Regions from separate parts of the Zea mays genome. Here region 1 is linked to region 2. Evidence: chromatin contacts called from public Hi-C data. All regions are on one chromosome and are shown on one strand. The core of a region is the stretch at or near the end of the contact, and the rest is flanking DNA. Distances in the headings are between cores, read along the strand shown.

The links. Hi-C and Micro-C count contacts between places; a contact is called where the count stands out from the background.
Region 1: a Hi-C map of ear shows a contact between it and region 2, with 3 times the contacts expected there. The contact joins the promoter of LOC100281584 here to the promoter of LOC100384632 in region 2. A contact is called at or near these places in 5 of 25 Hi-C or Micro-C datasets (ear, leaf and tassel).

The regions. Positions count from the first base shown.
Region 1 is chr6:126,752,083-126,758,926 of Zm-B73-REFERENCE-NAM-5.0, forward strand. It overlaps LOC100281584 (BRASSINOSTEROID INSENSITIVE 1-associated receptor kinase 1), which reads right to left and starts at 2,487. Exons shown (of 10, transcript NM_001154503.3): 1 at 2,267-2,487; 2 at 1,879-2,011; 3 at 1,696-1,767; 4 at 1,419-1,562; 5 at 1,272-1,343; 6 at 1,125-1,184; 7 at 767-1,008; 8 at 322-663; 9 at 1-102. The coding sequence starts at 2,396.
Region 2 is chr6:126,498,351-126,504,789 of Zm-B73-REFERENCE-NAM-5.0, forward strand. LOC100384632 (Microtubule-associated protein 70-1) reads right to left here and starts at 2,416. Exons shown (of 11, transcript NM_001177125.1): 1 at 2,035-2,416; 2 at 1,835-1,920. The coding sequence starts at 2,197.

The DNA of each region.
Region 1 (6,844 bases), core at 1,237-3,736, 250 kb after region 2:
TGTGTATGATCTTGGGGTCGCACTGCTCGTGCAGGTACAGCAGCCCCCTCCCTGCCCCGAGAGCTATCCTCTTCCTCGTCACCCAGTCCAGAGGTGGCTTCCCTGTAGGCGTAGCGATCATTGTGGAATAAAGTGAGGATAGGAATCGTATGCTTGTGGTACTGCTAGCTGTGCCAACATTTGTCAACTGGAAGGAAGAATAAGGAAGTGCTAGCTAGAATCCGATTCCAGTCACTTTCCGAAGAAGAAGAGAGAATCTGTTCTGCACTACTGCAAGTTCACATTGGAATCTTGAGAAGAAGAAGAAGAAAAAAAGCTTACCTTTGAGGCGCGACGCGACGCTTCCATTAGACATGTATGGATAGACCAGCAACCTCTCTGTGGCGGTCATGCAGAACCCATAGAGCCTGAGAAGGTTTCTGTGCAGTGCCAGGCTGATCATCTCGACCTCGGTTTGAAACTGGGCCTCGCCGCCCGCGGCGTTGCCGTCCTTGAGTCGCTTCACGGCCACAAGAGTTCCGTCAGGGAACTGCCCTCTGTAGACGTATCCAAAGCCACCTTTTCCCAGTATGTTCTTGCTGCTGAAGTTGCCTGTCGCAGACTGAAGCTCCCTGAACTGGAACCTCTTCACGTTCCCGAGGCTAACGTTCTCCATGTGTTGATCTGCATGTGGCCAGCCAATCCATTCCGAGAGCAGTTTCATCATTAACTGTTAACCTCCCAGCAGGCTACAAAATGATAGAGCCATAGAGGGAGGTCTCCTTACCATCGACATCAAAAAGGACCTGCCGGTTTCTACGATGCCTCCACCAGAACAGAAACCCGGCAGCGAGGACGAGGAGGCCGATGCAGCCAATTGCGGTACCAAATGCAATTGCAAACTTATGGCTTTTAGACATTATTGCCGGAGGCAGTGAGCTGTTGAGGTTGTATGGCGGCATTGGGGCAGTCCCATAGCAATCTCTCTCGGCGTTGTTGGTGCCGCAGATGAGAGGATTCCCAACTATGCTGCAAGAACATCAATGGAAGAATAGCCTTCAATCTAACATTTCATGTTCAAGTGTCATATTCGTCGGATGTGAAATTTATATTATGAAGTGGCAGACACAAAATTCTAGCCTTACTTGAATGTTCTTGCCAAAGATCCCGGCACTGGACCACTCAGATTATTATATGACAAGTCTCTGAAAGACACGGTGGTGTACAGTGAGAACAAACCCAAAAACAATATAATAGCAAACACAAATTAAACAGTGAGAAACTATACTCACAGGAAAACAAGCTGGGACAAATTAGCTGATGCTGAAGGGAATGGGCCAGACAGGGTGTTGTTGTTGAGCCTCCTGGACATGGCAACAAACCCAGGTTATCATAGCTGGAGAAGAGAAGTACATAATGAGAGGCTTGCATGCACTCACAAGTACTGCAGGCTCTCAAGGTTGCCCACAGAAGTGGGGATTGCGCCATACAGGTGGTTGCTAGAGAGATCAAGTGTCCTGAGCTTTGTAAGCTTGCCGATCTCTGCTGGGATTAGGCCGGTGATGTTGTTGTTCTGCAGGAGACTGCAGCAGCAGGGAAGGGAAGCAAACGATCAACCTCGCTCCAGCCAAAAAAAAAAAAAAAAAAAGGAACCACACCACACGTCCATGCACACTGACTGAAAGCAGAAACGCGAGAAGGAAGTAACACACTCACATAGTCTCAAGATTCGTCAGGTTCCCTATGCTTGGGGAGAGCAGGCCAGAGAGGTTCTGACCTGGGACCTCCCTGCCAAACGATCAAACAGCCACAAACATCGGTAGTAAGAACACATGGACACGGGGAATGAGTTGTGCAGATGGGATGGGAGATCGATCGAGGGAGTGGAATGATGCTTACAGTCCGGTGACGAAGTTCTCTAGCGAGCAGCTGACTGTGGTCCAGCTGCAGGGATCCACGGAGTCCTGGTCCCAGTTCTTGAGCACGCCGTGGGGGTCCTTGAGCGTGTTCTTGATCGTCATCAGAGCTTGCACTGCACAACATCATACACACATATACCAGAGAATTAACCCAGTGAGCTGAGGTCCCACCAATGCAACTAAGAAGCAACGCGACGACGAAGACAGCTGACAGTGAGTGGAGTCCTTGATTTTCATTTCTATTCGCCGTCGAAAACAACGATTCTGTTTGAGGCAAACGAAACAGAGATAGAAACTGGTACTGCTGTAGTCGCAGAGTACGTGAGGAAACAGGAAAGAAGGAAAAGGAGAGAGAGAGATGACAGAACCTTCAGGGTTGACGCCCTTGGGGGAGAGGAGGGCGCTAGAGCTACAAGGGGAGGAGACGATAAGCAGCAGCAGCAAGAGTAGCATCACAGGAGGGGAGGGGGGAGAAGAAGATGGTGGCGCCTCCTCCATTGCCGAAGGGAGGCAGCTAGAGGTGGGTGGAGCTGGAGCCAAGAGAAGAGAAGAGAGCGAGAAAGAGTGGCGGCCGGTCCTCCTGCGTGCAATGTGGTGTGGTATGTTCAAACATGGAACAAGCGTGAGGCCAAGCAAAACATGCAAACGCAGTGCAGGTGGGGGTGCGGTGCGGTGCAGTGCAGAGGGCAGGGCAGCCTTCTCTCTCCCCCACGCCACAGTGAGTCCATACAGAGAGAGTGGGAGAAAGGCAGCTAGGCAACCAAAGCCGAGCGAGATGGCAGTGGCACTGTGGGGGCAGTGCGCAACGCAACGCAACGCACGCAGAGACAGACAGAGACAGGACACACAGGCAGCCCCCCTCCCTGGGGCCATGTCAGTCAGAGGCAAATGACACAAAAGAAGATGCCTGCGCTCCGGCAGGAGCAGGACGCAAGAGCACAAAAGCAGGGGAGGGTAAGCCAGGAACAAACACGCCTGCCACCTGAAAACTGAGATATAATACAATGGACGATTTCTTTTCAGTCCGAATTTTTTTACTCCTTTTGTTTATGTGTCTTTTTTTTTTTGTCTTCTGAGGAAGACGGAGAGGAGAAAAGGGAAATGTGAATTAAATACGCTCCATGTTTCTAGGAACACAAGGTCATGTCAAGACAAAGGAGAGAAGACCAATGGAAGAGTTTTCTTTTTCAGGCTCGACTCGTTTCCTTTTTGTTTCTTTTTTGTATATAGGGAATTCCAGGCCTCAACGGAAGCCCCGAGAGAAAGAAGAGAAAAAAAAATGCACACATAATATTATTGAAGTGTCAGCTTGACTACCATTTTCTACTAGAATAATAAGTAATAATATCTAATAAATGTATAAACTTGTAGCACTTCTCATGATAAATCATCACATGAATTTTTGTTTTCTAAACTAAAAATAAAAAGCAAAAGCGTCAAAACTTCAAACAGATTTATGTCAAAGCATCAAGTTTTAGGTACAAGGAAAACAAAGACTATTATGGCTAGTTTGGGAACCCCATTTTTCCAAGAGAAATTAGTTCATTATTTTTTTGAAAAAATTGGAGTTCTCCAACCCTTAGACTTTATTTGGTGTGGATATTGGGCTGGAGGAATTGAATTGAGTGCCAATACCAATTCGGCTTTACAATGAAAAATAGGTTCAATACTAAATCGTAGATAAAATTGGTAGCTAGAATAAAGTAAGCTTATAATACCAAATTATGTTTGGTTGTACATACATTGAAATGACCAGCTCTCTTCCTCTTTTTCTCTCCTTGCACATGAGATCTCCGCTAGGGCTCACCCTCGACGAGATCTCCTCAGCTTGCCCTCCCTCTCCAGCCACCTCTCTGCTTGAGTATTGTGTCAACCAGGTCCCTTCCGCGTCTTAAGATCACATAGAGGGGTGAATAACTGATTCTACAAAAATAGCTTACAACAATACAAACTTGGTCTAAAAGTTAAAGCTAATGCAAATTTAACCAAGTTCGAGAGGAGAGAAATAGAGAGATTCTCTTCACTTGATTGCTCTAACAAGATATGGATCTAAATTTAGAGTTCTCAAAAAATTCTAATTTTTTGTATGTTAGTTTAGCTAGAAAAATGTCTGTGTCAAAATTAGAGACATTTTATTACTTGTTGATAAGTTTTTATAAAAAATGTACAATTGATTTAGTTGGTAATTAGAAGAAAGACCAATTAACTTACTTAATAAAGTCAAAAAAAATTAATAGTTTATTAATAGTATTATTTAACTCTAATAATATTTTTAGAATTAGAAGATAAAAACGAAAGAGACAAAAATATTAAGGGGTTGCTTGGTTTGCTGCCTAAAGCGACACAACATGTCTAACTTTTCTGCGTAAGGTTAGGCAAACTGTGGTGCCTTGAGTAGAAAACCAAACATGTTGTAAGCTATTTTTATGTAGTTTATATTTTTAGTAATTATCTATTAGTCCTCAAATTTTAGAAAAAATAGAGCGAACATAATATATGCTATTTTTCAAACTAGGTGAAGTTTCGGCCGGTAATTACTGAACGATCTTCAGTAATTATCAGTAATAACTAAATGGTATTCAGTAATTATAGGTAATTACTAAAGATGGTTCAGTTATTACTAGTTGGATAAAGTTTCACTTAGGATAACAAATAGCGCTAGCCACGGATATAATATATATTTGTCGGGGACCATAATTAGGGGTACCCCCAAGACTCCTAATCTCAGCTGATAACCCCCATCAGCACAAAGCTGCAAAGGCCTGATGGCTCAGTCCACTCAAGGGACACGATCTCGCCTCACCCGAGCCCAGCCTCGGGCAAGGGCAGCCGACCCCGGAGGATTCACGTCTCGCTCGAGGGCCCCCTCAAGCAACGAACACACCTTCGGCTCGCCCGAGCCCCAGTCTTCGCCGAGAAGCAACCTTGGCCAGATCGACACGCCAACCGACCGTATCGCAGGAGCATTTAATGCAAGGATGGCCTGACACCTTATCCTGACGCGCGCTCTTCAGTCGACAGAGCCGAAGTGACCGCGGTCACTTCGCCGCTCCACTAACCGACCTGACAAGAAGGCAGCGCCGCTTGCGTCGCTCCGACTGCTGTGCCACTCAACAGAGTGAGGCTGACAGCAGCCAAGTCCAGCCTCGGGCGCCATAGGAAGCTCCGCCTCGCCTGACCTCAGGGCTCGGCCCCGTCTCGGCCTCGGACGATGGACTCCGCCTCGCCCGACCCCAGAGCTCGGACTCAGCCTCGGCTCCGGAAGACGACGAATTCCGCCTCGCCCGACCCCAGGGCTCGGACTCAGCCTCGGCTCCGGAAGACGACGAATTCTGCCTCGCCCGACCCCAGGGCTCGGACTCAGCCTTGGCCTCGGACGACGGTCTCCGCCTCGCCCGACCCGGGGCTCGGACTCGACCTCGACCTCGGAAGACAGACTCGACCTCGACCTCGGAGGAGCCTCCGCCTCGCCCGACCCAGGGCTCGGACCGACCACGTCACAGGGGGGCCATCATTACCCTACCCCTAGCTAGCTCAGGCTACGAGGAACAAGACCGACGTCCCATCTGGCTCGCCCCGGTAGACAAATAATGATGGCGCCCTGCGTGCTCCATGACGACGGCGACTCTCAGCCCCTTACGGAAGCAAGGAGACGTCAGCAAGGACTCGACAGCCCCGACAGCTGTCCTTCCGCAAGGCTCCAGCGCTCCTCCGACGGCCACGACATCACATGAACAGGGTGCCAAAACCTCTCCGGCTGCCACGACGGCATGTACTTAGGGCTCTAGCTCCTCTCTGCTAGACACGTTAGCACACTGCTACTCCCCCATTGTACACCTGGACCCTCTCCTTACGCCTATAAAAGGAAGGTCCAGGGCTCTCGTACGAGAAGGTTGGCCGCGCGGGAGAACGGGCCGGCGCGTAAGACTCCCGCTCTCTCCCACGCGGACGCTTGTAACCCCCTACTGCAAGCGCACCCGACCTGGGCGCAGGACAACACGAAGGCCGCGGGTTTCCCCTTTTGCCTGTCTCCTTTTTCCCCCCTTCGTGCTCCGTCTCGCGCCGACCCATCTGGGCTGGGACACACGGCGACAATTCACTCGTCGGTCCAGGGACCCCCCGGGGTCGAAACACCGACAGTTGGCGCGCCAGGTAGGGGCCTGCTACGTGTTGACGAACAGCTTCCCGTCAAGCTCCAGATGGGTAGTCTCCAGCAACCTCTCCAACCCAGGACGATTCTCCGTTTCGGGAGTCTTGAGTTCATGTCCCTCGACGGCAGCTACGACATGATACTCCTTCCTCCGCCGCGCGACAACGACAATGGCGGCCGTCAGCCCCCCCGCCGGCGGCGGAATCGACGACGTCTTCCCCACGTGGCGGAAGAACAACATTCGGGTTTGTCCCGTCGCCTCCCCCGCCGACGAAGGAGGAGGCGGGGCAACCATGGCCAAGCAGGAGGCGGCTCCTCGTCGGCTGCCGAGCGAGTCGACGACGCCCCAACAGGGGGCACGTCGGACGACGACCTCGCGTCTGAGACGAAGACGAGCGTCGTTTCCCCGCAACACGCCAACTCCAAGCGAATGAACGACGCCAGCACGCTCGCGAGGGACTTGCTGGGCGTCACCCTCGTACCTGAGACGACGGTGCGATCCGACCCTGACGAGACTTCGTCACCACCCGTCGACCAAGAGGTACCGACCGGTCCCCATCTCGTGCCTTTTAGATCCAGCTGCGACCCACCGAGCGACCCCGCTTTGATGGACGCTTTTATAAAGGCATGTTCAAACCCTCCGGGGTATCATACGCGGTCGCCCTGGGATAGACTGATGGCCGTCTCGACCTACGGACCCTCGGGTTCCGAGGAAGATGACGAGCCAGACTTTTGTTGGGATTTCTCCAGGCTCGGTAACCCCAGTGCCATGCGGGATTTCATGACCGCATGCGAC
Region 2 (6,439 bases), core at 1,166-3,665:
TGTCGCAAAGATGCGTATGTTGTGTTGGATATGTGGGCATACAAGATTGGACCGAGTGAGAAACGATGACATACACGATCGGCTAGGAGTAGCGCCAATTGAAGAAAAGTTTATTCAACACCGGTTGAGATGGTTTGGGCATGTCTACCGGAGACCCCCAGAGACACCGGTGCATAGAGGCATCATAAGACAGGACAATAATGTGAAGAGATGTAGAGGTGACCAAACTTGACATGGGAGGAGGCAATCAAAAGGGACTTGAAGGAATGGAATATCTCAATGGAGTTGTGTTTGGATAGAAGTGCTTGGAAAGAAGCTATCCACGTGCCCAAACCATGATTAGGCCTTTTTCCTTTTAGTGCTCTCAAAAGCTTTTCCCCTCCCCTTTCTCTTTCTCCTTTTGGTGACATCTTGTTGGGTTTCAACTCTAGCCTACCCCAACTTGCTTGGCACTAAAAGGCTATGTTGATGTTGATGTTGGCAACATAATATGTAAATTGCAAAACCAGCCTACAAGTATGTGGATTTTAAACCTTAGATTGGTAATAATGTGAAGGTTACCTGTACATATGCTATGACTGAGTTGATTGGATTCATCAGAATCAATGAAGGGAAACCAAGCTCCAAGAAATATATTTGGGGATCTAAGAATATTGTGGAAATATGATGATACAGCAGAATGTGTATGCCCAAGTGTTCTCTTGGTCATATTCGCAAAGTTTCTGGGTCGACACGGTCGCAGAACATGGTACATTACTTATGGGAGATTTTTACACTTCAGGTCGAAAATGAACCCGTGAACCTGGGTCAGGGTCGACAAACTGAGGTCGAGGGTCGAAGGCATCGAACCTGTTTTATGTGACTACGCTCTTGGTATGAGCCTATGAGGTTAGTTAGAAAAAAATGTATGAGTTTGGAAGAGGACCATGGTAGTTTGAGGCTGAAGAAACCATAGTAGAACCTTAAAAATATCTTAGAAGCAAATGGCTATGAGTCGTAACAACTGTTAAAAAAGATACAAGCACTAGATAACTGTACCATAGGGCCATGACATCAGGGTCTACAAGATCCTGAGCCAATATTTCCTAAACAGAATTTGGTTGTGTTGACCAGATTTGGCAAGCATCTGCTTTCCCATAGAAATTCAACAAGGTTCCTTGCCAAGTGAAACCTTAGTGTATTCTCTTGACAATGTTCGAAAGCCCATGGATTTATTGGTGACAAACATCTGGAAATGTTAATTTCTCTAAGATTTGGTGTGCTATATTTTGCTTCAAACCAAATATCCTATAATAAGACCATAAAAGGGCACCAAGGCCTGAAGACCACATGATGGAAAGCCAATCCTGCAGGTAACAAATTAGCTCCAGAATGTAGGAAAATGAAGAAACCAGTTAACATGATCACAACGTTGTCTCAAGACTGGCAAGAAATTTCTATCCTGCAGTGACACAAGCTAGGTCAAAAGTCAAAGCTACCAAACTGAGTAAGACAATTCACTATTGCTAAATGTCGAAAACATCCAAATCTTTGGACTCAAAGTCAAACTACAGTAAGGCACAACTAGCTTTGTCTTTTATCCTTTTCTTCTTTTCAAGAATCTGGTCAAACCTAGCTCGCTCACCACAAGTTGGCTATTTTCCACAACCAGCACCACTTCGAGATGCAATCCCAATGGAATAGACATCCCTAAAATAGAAACAGATGATTCTTCCTTTTTCTCTCATCAAGCTCCTTTTGGGGGCATTTCTCTCCCTCGCTCTCAAGGGATTGAAGACTATATTATCCACATGGTAGCACGATAGATTGTACTAGAAAGCAATTGGGAGATTACCTCCTCGACGGCCTTCTCCCGCGCCCTCTCCGATAGGCGCAGCGCGCGTATCTCCGTCTGCGCCTCCCCAAGCTCCCTCTCCTTGTCTGATACCAGCAAAAATCGCAAACAAATAAATCCTCTCCACGACAAAAACCCTAGAAACCGCTGCCATGAGCAAAATCAAAGCACGAAATCAACAGATAGATCATGAAACCCACCCCTGAGCTCGTTCTCGAGGCGCGTGAGCTCGACCCTGACGGGATCCGACCCGTGCATCAGCGCGATGAACTCGTCGGCGTCGAAGCTGGCCCGCACGGGGCCCCTCCGGCGCGCGGGGCCCCTGGGCAACGCCACATTCCCGTCTTCGCCGCCGTCGGTCATACCAGATCTGAGCCCCCGGCGCCGTACCCCAGCTCCCCAACCCGCCTCGCGCCCGCCGGCTTCGGGGACACCGGCACTGCGCCTCCAGCGCCGAAATCGAGCAAGATATTCCACCCCCTCCCCGGCCCCACCGGATCAGGGAAACCCTAGCTCCGGCGCCGCTCCTCCGCCTGCGTCACTGTGCCCGCGGCTGTGTGCGAGAGTGCGTGTTGGTCTAGCCAGTAGCAGCTGCGGCTGTGTGCGAGAGCTGTTGGAGTCTTGGACTTGGAGATAGCGATTTTTTTTAAAAAAAAAACTAGGGTGGCGAAGGGGGAAGAGACCGGACGGGTTGAGCTTTTTGGATTTATCAAGTAGGGCCCCGCGTTTCTGTTTTCAAGATTTAATATTAAAAACAGTTTAGATAAATCTTATTTTATAAAATTTATTTCAGACTATAAAACTTTCAGCATTTTTCTCTAACTATTTATATAATGACAGCTTATTTAATACTGGAACGGGCCGGAAGCGGGGGAGACGGGGGCCTGTTTGGTTCAGCTTTTTCTGACCAGCTTTTCTGAAAATCTGGCTGTGGGGAGAATCTGGCTGTAGGGGGAACCTGAGTATCATTACGATTACGTGTGGAAGAAGATAAAGTTGTTTATAGGGCTCAGGATCTAGAAAGTGACAGATTCCTACTATTACAACGACTCAACCGATTATGTGTTTATATTGATTTTGGATGGTTTTTGCCCCAACGAATTTTATAGAAGCTGACTGAAAAGCTGAGTGTTTGGCAGTCTGCAGCAGTTTTTGGTGGCCGGAAGCTGCCAGAAGCCGAAACAAACAGGGCCTAGATGTGGCGGGGTAACGAGGAGGAGAGACGAGTAATGAGTGATAGAGGATAGAGGATGATCTAAATAATATTGTTCAATAGATTTAAATGAGTAATGGAAAAATGGTTATCGGAAAAATGATTCTCGTTCTTTGAGGTTCATTGGTCAGTGACCACACCGAGGAAAGGCCTCGGGGGTCGCTAGTTAGTCAGAATAGATAAGCAATGTCTACCTAGAAGAAACCGCCCCAAACAAGCCCCGCGACACCAAATCCAAGGTTCGCATGCCGAAGGGAAATCACTCGAGTAGATTCTGTGCCTGGCTCGAGACCGGCCTATCATAAATGACCGACCACATAAATGCGCCTAGCGTCGAGCAAATGCGGAAGCGCCAGTCTGCCTCTCACTCATGACTTACGAACGTAGAGCACTCATGACCTACGAGCCACTCGGACTACAACGCATTTATGGCTCGCGCGTCCTCCAGCCAGCAACGCACTCATGACCTATCGGGACTAGGCCTGACTGCGCAGGCCGCTGGTAGGGCACAACACGATGAGCCGCATGGAGCCCCATGCTACGAAGACCAGGAGTCAGCATAGCCTAAATGATGGCGCTCGGGCCCATGCTACCCACGTCGTTTGTAATAATGAATACTGGATAGCCAAGCGACCGCAAGCATGTGTGGCTTTACCCCATGGTAAGACGTCCGTTTTACCATGACCCAGTCGACCCCCATACTTAGCCTATAAAAGGAGGAGGCTAGCCCCCGGACTCGGAAGGTCCCTTCTTTTGGAGGATCGGAGAGCGGACCATTGGATCTCGGAAGAGACGAGACGACGCCTAGAAGACCGACGAACATGAGGAGGACCCGAAGGCCCAAGCCCCGCTGCCAAGCCAAGACTTAGCTAGTACTCCACCTTGTAACCACCTCTCCTACGAATAAGAGACTTGGGAGCCTCTCCTCCCTCTCTCGCCTGCCTGTAACCCCTACTACGAGATTTGATCATAAATGGTGTCGGTAGCGCAAGCCACCGATGATTGGATGTAAGGACATTCTGCCCGAACCAGTATAAATCTTGCGCACACCGCGCACGCCGTTCGGAGCCCGGAACGCGCATAATAAATTTACTTGTCAGAGCGAGATTCGAAACACCAACGGTTGGCACGCTAGGTAGGGGCCTTGCGCATTCCACGACGAAGTTCTTCAAAGCTCCGGATGGCTGGCAACGCCGTTGACGCGGTCAAGACCCCCGGAACAACCATCCGTTTTGGGAGTCTTGATTTCATCATCAACATAGAGGAAAGAATGGACCGGTGTGTTATCCTAGCCCGGTTGGATTGTGATATCCTGGCCCAAGGCTTAATATGATACTTATACCAACAAGGTGCATCTTCTTTTCGGAAGTCTATCTTGAAAGAACCTCTGGGTTAAGCGTGCTTGGCCCATAGCAATCTTGGGATAGGTGACTGACCAGAAAGACTTCTCGGTTGTGCATGAGTGAGGACAAAGTGCGCACAAAAAACTTGTGTTGACCTGTGGGATGGTCTATGGTCCTAGAGGGCTGTCAGGAGTAAGTATCATCGGTCTGGAATCAGAGCCGACCCTCGCGTTTTCACGGCCGTGTGTGGGCTAGGGTTTGAGTATATAGCGCATGGTGCATGTGGGCCTAGAGTGGTCACATGGCATGCCATATGACGACACTAGACACACAAACGTGACCAAGAGGGAAGGTTCATGGCTTGGGGTTGACCGACGAGGACGTCGATCATCTAAGAGGGGTGGATTGTGATACCCTAGCCCAGTTGGATTGTGATATCCTGGCTTAAGGCTTAGTATGATACTTACACCAACAAGGTGTATCTTCTTTTTATGAAGCCTGTCTTGAAAGAACATTTGGGTTATAGGTGTACATTCGGGCCACCCGGCCTGACCCAAGCCCGAAAAGGCCTGCCCCGTTTGAATTTCGGGTCGGCTCGACCCGTATTTATTTTGGGCCATGTCGGGCCGCCCCATGGGCCTAGCCATCGACCCATGGCTTGACACATAATTCCTTAAACATGCTAGGATCATTTCGGGTGGCCCAAAATTATAAAAAGTCCGAAATTCAATTTCTGGCTAGAAATCCACATCAGAGTCCGGAATTCGCATCAGAGCCCAAAATTCAAAATAGATAAAATAAAAGACAAGACAAATAAATTTGACAAAAATCTTAATATTTTTATTAAGTTGCTAGAGCTATGCAATAACTACCTCGTTAAAAAATCCTTTTGTTAGAAGGAAAAAGAGTATAACCAGTGTCATATAAAGTTTGTAAGTTTACCTCATTGTCTAATGTTCATAACAAAAGTAAAATTATATCACATACTCTGATTCAAAGCTACAAAAAACATCTAATTAGCATCATATCTAGCTTTGTGTTCTTTTTATCAAATACATGAAAATATGGAATAGAGTGCGGTTTTAATAAATATATGGGCCTTTTCGTGCCTCTATATGGGCCATTTCGTGCCTGTCTTAAATGAGCCATGCTCGTCTGTGGCCTGCGACCTCGACCCAAACTTGCCCCCATATATCGGGCTGTGTCGGTCCGGTACTAAAATATTTCAGGTCGTGTTGTGCCTGAGCCATGCTTTTTTCAGTGCTTTAGGCTAGCCCATCAGGCTCGGGCCAAATGTATACCTATACTCTGGGTTAATAGTGCTTGGCTCAGAGCAATATTGGGATGGGTGACTGACCGACAAGTCTTCTTGGGTGCGCATAAGTGAGGACAAAGTGTATACAAAAGACTCGTGTTGGTCTGTTGTAACATCCTGACTTTCGGGGTATAAAAATTTATTTGCTATATACTCAAAATTTAGGTGTTACTCTCTCCTTTTCTCCTCTTTTCTCCTTTTCATAAATAGTGGAGAGTTATTTTGTTCTATAATACTTGTTAAGCTTTGAGTGTCAAATTAATGCCATTGTGTAGTGTTTATGAGTGCAAAAAGTTTTCAAAACATATCAAAATTATCTTGTATATGTTTTCGAGAATTTTTTTAGAACCTTCGAAACATTTTTTAGTATTAATTTGAATTTCATATTTTCTGATATTATTATTTTCACTGAAATTTAGTATTTGCGAAAACTAGAACAATTATGAAAACCCAATAATATATATATTTCTTCGTTTCGTTGAGCTTATTCTAGATCTTGTGTCCTTTTCGCAAGACCACCGAATCGCCACTCCTCTCGAACGACATGTCGCTCGCATATGCTATTTCCATCTACCCTACCGTATATCCCTGTCTACCTTTGTCTACCCCCACCTTTCCTTGTCTAGTCACGCAACACCCACATGATGTGTGTGCAACCACTTTTCCCTCACTCGTTCCTCTCCTGGTAATTATGGCCCCATGTGTCAGCTTTACCTTATCAAAATATCGCATAT